Regions from separate parts of the Mus musculus genome. Here regions 1 and 3 are each linked to region 2. A link is a contact called in public Hi-C data. All regions are on one chromosome and are shown on one strand. The core of a region is the stretch at or near the end of the contact, and the rest is flanking DNA. Distances in the headings are between cores, read along the strand shown.

Region 1 (2,700 bases), core at 77-2,576, 180 kb after region 2:
AACATTACAAAGATGGGCATACTGTGAAGTAGGTGTATTATGAGTCAGTCACACAGAGGTCCAATCCCAAGACCTGGGAGAGGGATAAACCATTCCACACTCCAGGTTACCAGCAGCAATGGTGGGAATTATTTGTAGGGGTAAAACAGCCAGGAACAGCAATGCCTTCATAAAAAGGTGGTTAGGAATAGTAACACAGCCAGCAATTATCAACAAGGTTAGGGGAGGTGGCATTGAGCATAAGGAAGGTCTAATTCACTAAAGTGAGGATAAGGTTTTTGGTCTGAATGGAGGCAAGGGAGGATTGGCTATGGGAGCAAATAAAGTTTTTGAGGTAAAGGTATGAGCAGTTTCTGTAAAAGATGGAGGGTCCAGTTACAGAGTTCCCATCAAGTGATGGGATCAAAGTTTCATCACTTTGTTAACAGCACAGAGATCTTGTAAGAGTCTCCACTTGCCAGACTTTTTCTTTTTTTTTAGGTATTATTTTTTTATTAGGTATTTATTTCATTTACATTTCCAATGCTATCCCAAAAGTCCCTCACATGCTCCCCCACCCACCCACCCGCATTTCTTGGCCCTGGCGTTCCCCTGTACTGAGGCATATAAAGTTTGCATCACCAATGGGCCTCTCTTTCCACTGATGGCCAACTAGGCCTTCTTCTGATTCATATGCAGCTAGAGACACGAGCTCTGGGGGGTACTGGTTAGTTCATATTGTTGTTCCACCTATAGGGTTGCAGACCCCTTTAGCTCCTTGGGTACTTTCTCCTTGGGGGCCCTGTGATCCATCCAATAGCTGACTGTGAGCATCCACTTCTGTGTTTGCTAGGCCCCGGCATACTCTCACAAGAGACAGCTATATCTGGGTCCTTTCAGCAAAATCTTGCTAGTGTATGCAATGGTGTCAGCGTTTAGAAGCTGATTATGGGATGGATCCCTGGATATAACAGTTTCTAGATGGTCCATCCTTTCGTCTCAGCTCCAAACTTTGTCTCTGTAACTCCTCCCATGGGTGTTTTGTTCCCAATTCTAAGAAGGTTCTTAATAACAAAAATTGGGGTGTTCCAGGGGGAGGAAGATGGCTCAATGTGACCAGCTACTAATTTTTCCTGCACTAACTGTTTTGCAGCTGCCAGTTTCTCTTTAGTTAGTGACTACTGATCAACCCAGATGGGGGCAGTGTCTTTCCAGGAAATTTTCTCTGCGTGAGTCTGGGGAGTAGGCATGACCATGGCCATTATGGAAAAGGCTGAGACTGAGATCCCAAACCTCGCCAGTCGGATTTCTGTACCACAGTCAATGATTCTTTTATGCCCTGTGCTTGTTTTCCTAATCCTTGTCCTGGCAGGAATCCCTGGACCGGCATTTGTTTTGTCACTGCTTCATTGGGGCTGCACATGAAAACATTCATTTGGGAGAGATATCTCTCACCCAGATATTGACTGGTAAATCGGGAATCACGTATGGGACTACTGTGCCTGAATTTCCTTCTTGATCTGTCTACCTAAGGGTCTGAGGGCTGACTTGAGGGTTTTTAGAATGCCCAATCCCCTGTAAATGGGTGGCTGGATCAGTCAGCAACCAGGAAGCTGGTCAAAGCCTGTCGAAATGTCGGATCAGCTCCCAAGTCTAAAAGTCCTGAAATGTCAAGGTAAGCATGGGGCGAGAGGAAGTAATCTTTTGGGCCCAAAAGGCCTCTGCTATTCCCCTCTCACCTGGGGCCCTGGTGTCTTTATGGTAGGGATTTGTAGTAGAGACCCTGGGAAACAGCAACAGTTGGGCAATGGTCTGTTGTGTTGGTATAAACACAGCACCACCTGTGGTACTTGCAAGAATCTGAATTTCTCCCTGATGGTCATGGTCTATAACTCCAGGTATGATCTGGAGTCCCTTTAAGTAAAGTGAAGCTCTTCCCAGGACTATGCCAAAGGTATTTGGGGATAGGGGGCCATGTATGTCTGTAGGCACAGCCTGAATGACCGCTTCAGAGGTCAGTATTGTGATGGAGGTGGCACAGAGGTCCAATCCTGGGCTGTTTTTTGTAGCTCACCAGAGTTGGGCAACAGACTGGGTGTGTGATGAGAAATCTCCTGGGGTACAAACTCTATCACCCCAGGGCTTGTCCTGAAGGAGATGGAGGCTAGAGACTGCCCCCCACCCAGGAAGTTTACCGAATGCAGTGGCAGTATGGGATGACCCTGGCTGTCTGTTTTGGATCTACACTCATTGGCCCAATGTCGGCCCCTGTGGCAATGGGGACACAGGGTGGTCGGTGGTGGCCATGAGGGAGGAGTGTCTCCCTGGCCCTCGAGGGGAGGTCTCCGACTCTGGCAGGGATGGGGACATTCTCACAGACAGTGGCCAGGCAGTTTACAATTAAAACAACTCTTTTGAGAGTTACTTAAGCCCGCACTCTGAAGGGTGGCACCAATCGCCAAGCCAATGGCATGGCTTGCTCTGGTGCCTGTACAAAGGTGAACATATCCTGAAAGTGACTTAGAATGGTGGTATTTAAGAATATCTTGGCAAGTAGTATTGGCATTTTCTTTTCTTTTCTTTTGATTTTTTTATTAGATATTAACTTTATTTACATTTCAAATGCTATCCTGAAAGTTTCCTATAGCCTTCCCCCACCCTGCTTCCCTACCCACCCACTCCCACTTCTTGGCCCTGGCGTTCCCCTATACTGGGGCATAT
Region 2 (2,700 bases), core at 35-2,534:
TATGAAATCTTGACAGCATGGCTGCCTAAACAAGACTTGGCTCCAGATAACAAAAACAGACAGACCCGCTATCACAGAAGGGTAAACCTTGTAGGTCCCAGCCTTAGACAAAGAACTGCAGGTACCAAAAAGTAATTGTGAGAGTTAAACAGTCTTCCATGGGGAAGAGCTCCCAAACTAAGGCCAAGTACTCAGCTCTGAAATCAGATTCCTACAACTAACATTATACAGCCTGAGCACCTTGTATTTATATAGTCAGGAACATATGTGTTCAAGTGTTTTTGTTTGGGGATAACAACAATAAAATAAAATTTGGGAGTCCAAGTGGGTTATATGGGAGGAAAGGAAGGGGGAAATGATGTAACAGCTTAATTTAAAAATATTTTAAAAATTTAAAAGCACATGAGAATATGAATGCTATTACATATGGTGAAAACATAATTCTTTTTAAAAGTAAGGTATATTCTTTTTAAACAATTCAGGAGATCACACTCCCTATACATTAGATTTGAATCCATCTGTGATATTATTTAGACAACTATTTCTCACTAGTCTTTTTATTCTTGGTAAGGAAGCTATCTGGACATCATCGGCCCACTATTGTTGTAACTTAGAAGTCAAATTATAGTTAAATCTCTTCCCCCCACCCTGCTCTAATATCCATCAGAGAGGGGCTTTGTGCCGTGATCTAGCCACTCCAACAGGTACCAAAGTATCTGCAAGCCATCTCTCATCTCTCAAACCCAGCCTTCAAGACTAAAAGGAAAAAATAATGAGAAAGAATCTGTGGACTTTAGTTCCAACAATGTAAACTGCCCGTTTCTCTGGCTTCCTCTCCCCTCTGCCTAGGGCTTGTAAAAGATAGGAGAGAACCTAATCAGACGTGCCTAACATCTGACCTAAGAGGAAAGTCTAAAGTGCATCCCGAATCTTATAGAAGTGAATAGAAAGGAGCCAGCCGCTGTGAGAAAGGCATGAGAGGTTGTAGGTTCACAAACATTTGCCCCCTTACCTTGCTTTCTGAATGGCAAGCACAAGTCACCTGTGGCCCCTGCTCTTCTGACATCCTAGTCCTCCTGAATAATGGTCCCGCCCCAACTGAGTGGTTGTCCCTCACCAACTGATATAAATCTAGCTGACTAGGTCACCAACAAACCATGCTATCTCTTACAAAATAAACATGATGGTCAGAAGGAAGTAAGTACTGAAGCCCCTCCCTTTTCAGGAATCCAGCTGGGAGGAGCTGGGGAAAGAGTAAAGTACTTCAGTCCACATCTGATTGACCTTTCCACTGTGCCTGCAACCTGGTCCGGGAGGAAGTAAGGACTGGTGTCAGGAGGGAGCTGCTAGGTGACAAAGGGAAGAGCCCTCAGGATAGGGCTGTGGTGGGAGTGTGGGATTATGAAGGAAACGCTGGGTGGGTGGTGGGTGAGAGAAGTAGACAGACATGTATTCCTTGGTGAAAGCTGTGTGGGGGTTGGAGGGAGGGAAGATTGGATGCCTGAGCTCTGTGAGAGCCCAGGGATGTGATTGGTGATTTATTAACTGGCTCCAACTTCCAAGGTTTTATCTGTGTACCCTTTCTCCAAGGATGGACAGTTCTCATGCTACAAGGACCTGTGTGTTCATCCTTCTTGTGGCCCTATTGTGTGCAGAAGGAGGTGAGATGGAAAATGGGAGAGGAGCAGGAGGGTACAATGGAGATGGAAAAGGGCCTCAGGGTTGTAGGTACTCCTATTGTGTGCCCAGGACCCTGGGTATGCTGTGGCCAGTCGACTGGGGATTTGCTTGTGGTGGGTGAAGCCTCCTGTGCTGGGGTGCTTTACTGGGTCTGTAAACCAGACCCTGCTTTGCAACAATCAAAACATGCCAGAAGGACTCTTGGACCTCACTACCTGTGCCAGGAACCCTGGCCACCAGAGCAGTCTGTCCTTAGACTCTACCCTGCTGCCCTGGCCTCCCAGTCAGGACACTGGCCTGTGTGCACACAAACTGGCAGAGCCTTCTTTTCCTCCCAGCTGCCAAGTTAAGTGGTGTGGAATCCTTAATGCCTGACATTTGGCTTTTCCTTTTGCCCCAGCCAATGAGACCTGAATGCCAGAACTTCACAACTCTAAGAGCTCTGAGCTCTCAGATGCCTCTATACTTCTAGTCACATCTTTATTTGGGGAAGCCTCATAGTGAGCCTCAGCTTTGAGCTGGACAGTGGGAAGTTATGTGATCTGTCATGGGCCAATAACCAGGGGCCAGCTCTGCATGTTAAGGGTGGGACAGGTCAGAAGAGCCCTCTCCATCTGAGGGCCCCAGTAACTACTTACACACCCACTCACAGGTTCAGCAGACATTTGGTATCTATGTCTTCCCAATATGGTGAATGTGTCTCAAATACCTCTAGGGGTGCAGGTCTCTTCTGTGGGGCTGGCTAGTTGAGACAGCAGTACAGAGCACATTTGAACAATGGATGCTCTTGTTTTGCTTTTGCTTTTCGTGGAGGTGAATGGGCAGCAATGTCCTTGCTCTGTTCTAGTGGCCAGCAGCTGTGTGGACTTAAAGACATTGAGAGGACATGTTTGGCCTAGGAAGGGCATGCCCTAGCACTCATGTATTGTCTTCTTTCTCAGCTCAGGGGCTGGAGTGCTACTGTTGCCTGGGGGTCCCACTTGAGACTTCCTGCAAAACAATGACCTGCCCCTACTCTGA
Region 3 (2,700 bases), core at 51-2,550, 210 kb after region 2:
ATCCAGAGTTGTCTCCCTTTGGGTTTTCTTCATTGTTTCTACTTCCATTTTTTAGATCTTGAATGGTTTTGTTCAACATCATCACCTGTTTTGTTGTGTTTTCCTGTAATTCTTTAAGGGATTTTTGTGTTTCTTCTTTAAGGACTTCTACCTGTTTAGCAGTGTTTTCCTGTAATTCTTTAAGGGAATTTTGTGCTTCCTCATTGAGGCCTTCTACCTGTTTATCCATGTTCTCCTGTATTTCTTTAAGTGAGTTATTAATGTCTATCTTAAAAATTTCTACCAGCATCATGAGATATGTTTTTAAATCTGAATCTTGATTTTCAGGTGTATTGAAGTATCCAAAAATCGCTGTGTTGGGAGTGTTGGGTTCTGATGATGCTGAGTGGTCTTGGTTTCTGTTAGTAAGATTGTTGTGTTTGCCTTTTGCCATCTGGTAATCTCTGGCCTTAGTTGTTATAGCTTTCCCTGGCTGGAGCTTGTTCCTCTTGTGAGTCTGTTAGCCTCAGTCAGCACTCCTGAAAATCCAACTCTCTCCTGAGTCTCAGTGGTCAGAGTACTCTCTGCAGGCAAGTGCGCAGAGGTCTGGAGCTCAGCTCTCCTTCCCGGCTGAAGATGTAGGCTCGACAGGGACCCTGTCCCAGAAGTTATGTTTCTTCTGCCACCCGCATGCTCTCCTGTGCAGACTGGTCTCTTTGGAACCCGGGATACAAGAGCTATTTATTTATTTTTAATTTTCCATTTTCATGCAACTGAAAGCCCTCCTGGAGTCCTGAGTGGACCAACTGTTGGTTACTGGCCAGTGCAGCTAGGCTTGCTCCCCTTTGCCAAAAATAAATACCCCAAAGGGATCCAAAAATGTGCTGAGCCAAGACATTAGTGCTTCAATTTGCATAAAAACAGTCTTTAAAGGTTATGTGCTGTGGGGGAGATTTGTCTTATAAATAGAGGGGAAGCTGGTACACAATTGAAGTTTTTCCAAGCTGCATGAGTTATATATAGTCCTACCTTGTTATTGGAAGTGGACCTCCAGGTACACACGGCCTTTCTCTCCTTTGATTCCAGCAGTTTCTTTTGTTGATATCTTTGGATGGTCTCTGGTTTTCAAGTTTCTTTTACTCCTGATGGTTTTTGCTTCTTACAGCACTTACCTGGAAGGCTAAGCACCTCTTGATAATCACTCGAAGGTGTCCTGCTTCCGGGCCCCGTGAGGTCGCTGGCACAACTTGGAGCTGGGCACTTGGCGAGCTCGGGACACCCTAGTAGCTGCTCAGCTGCATGTTGTCACCGCACCCGGTACACTAAGGCACCATCCACAGTCCCAGGCTTCTGTCCTACTCTCCCATGCCGCTGCTCCAGCACATATTGACTTTTAAATCTATTGGCTAGTAAGCATGGGCAGATCATGACACACATTTGAACTTTACCTGGGACTTTTCAGAGGGTCAGGTAACTATTAGTCAGTACATCCTGTGGCTTTTCTGAGACTTGTTTTTACTCAAGGATGTTCCTGGGGGTGGAGAATGGAACTTGGTCTATCCTTAACCCCAAGTGAGAGGGAAAAGCTATAAAGGGGGTGAGGGACTGGAAAAAGACCTTATGGTCCCTCAACATGTAAGTGCCACCTGAGTCTTTTTCAGGTGAGGCAGGTATTTGAGATGGACAAGGCCTTTCTCAGCCCAGATCTGCTTGACCCAGGTACTAAGTCATCAACAGTCATCAAAAATCAAACTGAGACAAACGCTTTGTAGTTCTTTGTCACACATCTATAATGATTAAGGATGTGGACACATGAGTGGGTGAAGAGAGAAAGCAAACATTACCAAGACAAGAGCAAGTAAGACTCCCACTATGGAAAGGAGCCAAAGGAAGACACTGTGAGGAGTCTTGGGAGGGGGCTTTTTAAAAATAAGAATTAGAGCTAGAAATAGGCAAAGATTAGGGTAATTTTATTGAGATGAATTAATATTTCAGACACAGCAAGGTGAAGCCAATGGCTCCCCAGCCTAGCCAGGAAATAATCACTCACTACTTGCTCAACTGGGAATAATCACACTGTAAACCCTCTCCCTGTCCATCTCTGACTTACTTCCTTAGTGCTCACTTTGACTCATGTGCTTGCCTCACGCATCTTGATAGGTACTGCTAATCAAAGAACTTTCAGGTAATGCTGGTCACTGACTTTGGCTTTTGTTTCCTGGTCATTGATAAATTATTCTCTCTTGGTTCCCATGTTACATGAACAGCTTGTAGTTTTACCATAGGACTTTTCCCTTTGCTGCTTGTAGACAGCTGACTGCTGTATCACTGGGTGAGTTGGCCCATATCATTCACATTTTGATTTGCCAACCACGATGACACTTACCCACATACGTATCTCCTTCAGCCTAATAGGAGTCCTCCCTTCCCAGAGAGGTCTTGGGAACTTAAAACTCATTTCAACCCTACTAAAATTGGAAGTCTAATTCCAAATTGTGGAGAGCTCTTTGTGCTACTTAAGAATGTTGGCAAGAATTTGACATTTGGCTAGGACAAGGAAATAGGCTCAAGATCTTGATCATCTCGATACATCCCTGAATACCATGAGACTTTGATTGTTGTCTTATTTGTTCTTGACTATCATTTTTATGTCTTAAAACTAATCACATTCTTTGTATGTACCTAGAATGGTATGCAAGTAGACTTTACAAAAATAAACCC

Evidence for each region. A called contact is a pair of places that touch in the nucleus more often than the background predicts.
Region 1: a Hi-C map of liver shows a contact between it and region 2, with 2.4 times the contacts expected there. The contact joins the enhancer-like site here to the promoter of Ly6g2 in region 2. A contact is called at or near these places in 3 of 39 promoter capture datasets (the 3T3-L1 cell line and liver), 1 of 484 Hi-C or Micro-C datasets (liver) and 1 of 115 datasets of contacts at active chromatin or transcription factors (extraembryonic endoderm stem cells).
Region 3: a Hi-C map of liver shows a contact between it and region 2, with 3 times the contacts expected there. The contact joins the enhancer-like site here to the promoter of Ly6g2 in region 2. A contact is called at or near these places in 5 of 39 promoter capture datasets (the 3T3-L1 cell line, embryonic stem cells, liver and 1 more), 1 of 484 Hi-C or Micro-C datasets (liver) and 1 of 115 datasets of contacts at active chromatin or transcription factors (kidney).

What each region holds. Positions count from the first base shown.
Region 1 is chr15:75,395,070-75,397,769 of GRCm38.p6, forward strand. No RefSeq gene overlaps it. Among named protein-coding and RNA genes, the nearest start is that of Gm28114, 3.5 kb to the left of the region's middle. Within about 2 kb of position 1,327, at least 3 of the 459 cell types and tissues checked have an H3K27ac peak or open chromatin away from gene starts, as enhancers often do. A contact at or near this core is called in liver, where this site is marked.
Region 2 is chr15:75,215,094-75,217,793 of GRCm38.p6, forward strand. It overlaps Ly6g2 (lymphocyte antigen 6 complex, locus G2), which reads left to right and starts at 1,285. Exons shown (of 5, transcript NM_001371105.1): 1 at 1,285-1,319; 2 at 1,591-1,661; 3 at 2,622-2,700. The coding sequence starts at 1,592.
Region 3 is chr15:75,422,096-75,424,795 of GRCm38.p6, forward strand. No RefSeq gene overlaps it. Among named protein-coding and RNA genes, the nearest start is that of Ly6l, 26 kb to the right of the region's middle. Within about 2 kb of position 1,301, at least 5 of the 459 cell types and tissues checked have an H3K27ac peak or open chromatin away from gene starts, as enhancers often do. A contact at or near this core is called in liver, where this site is marked.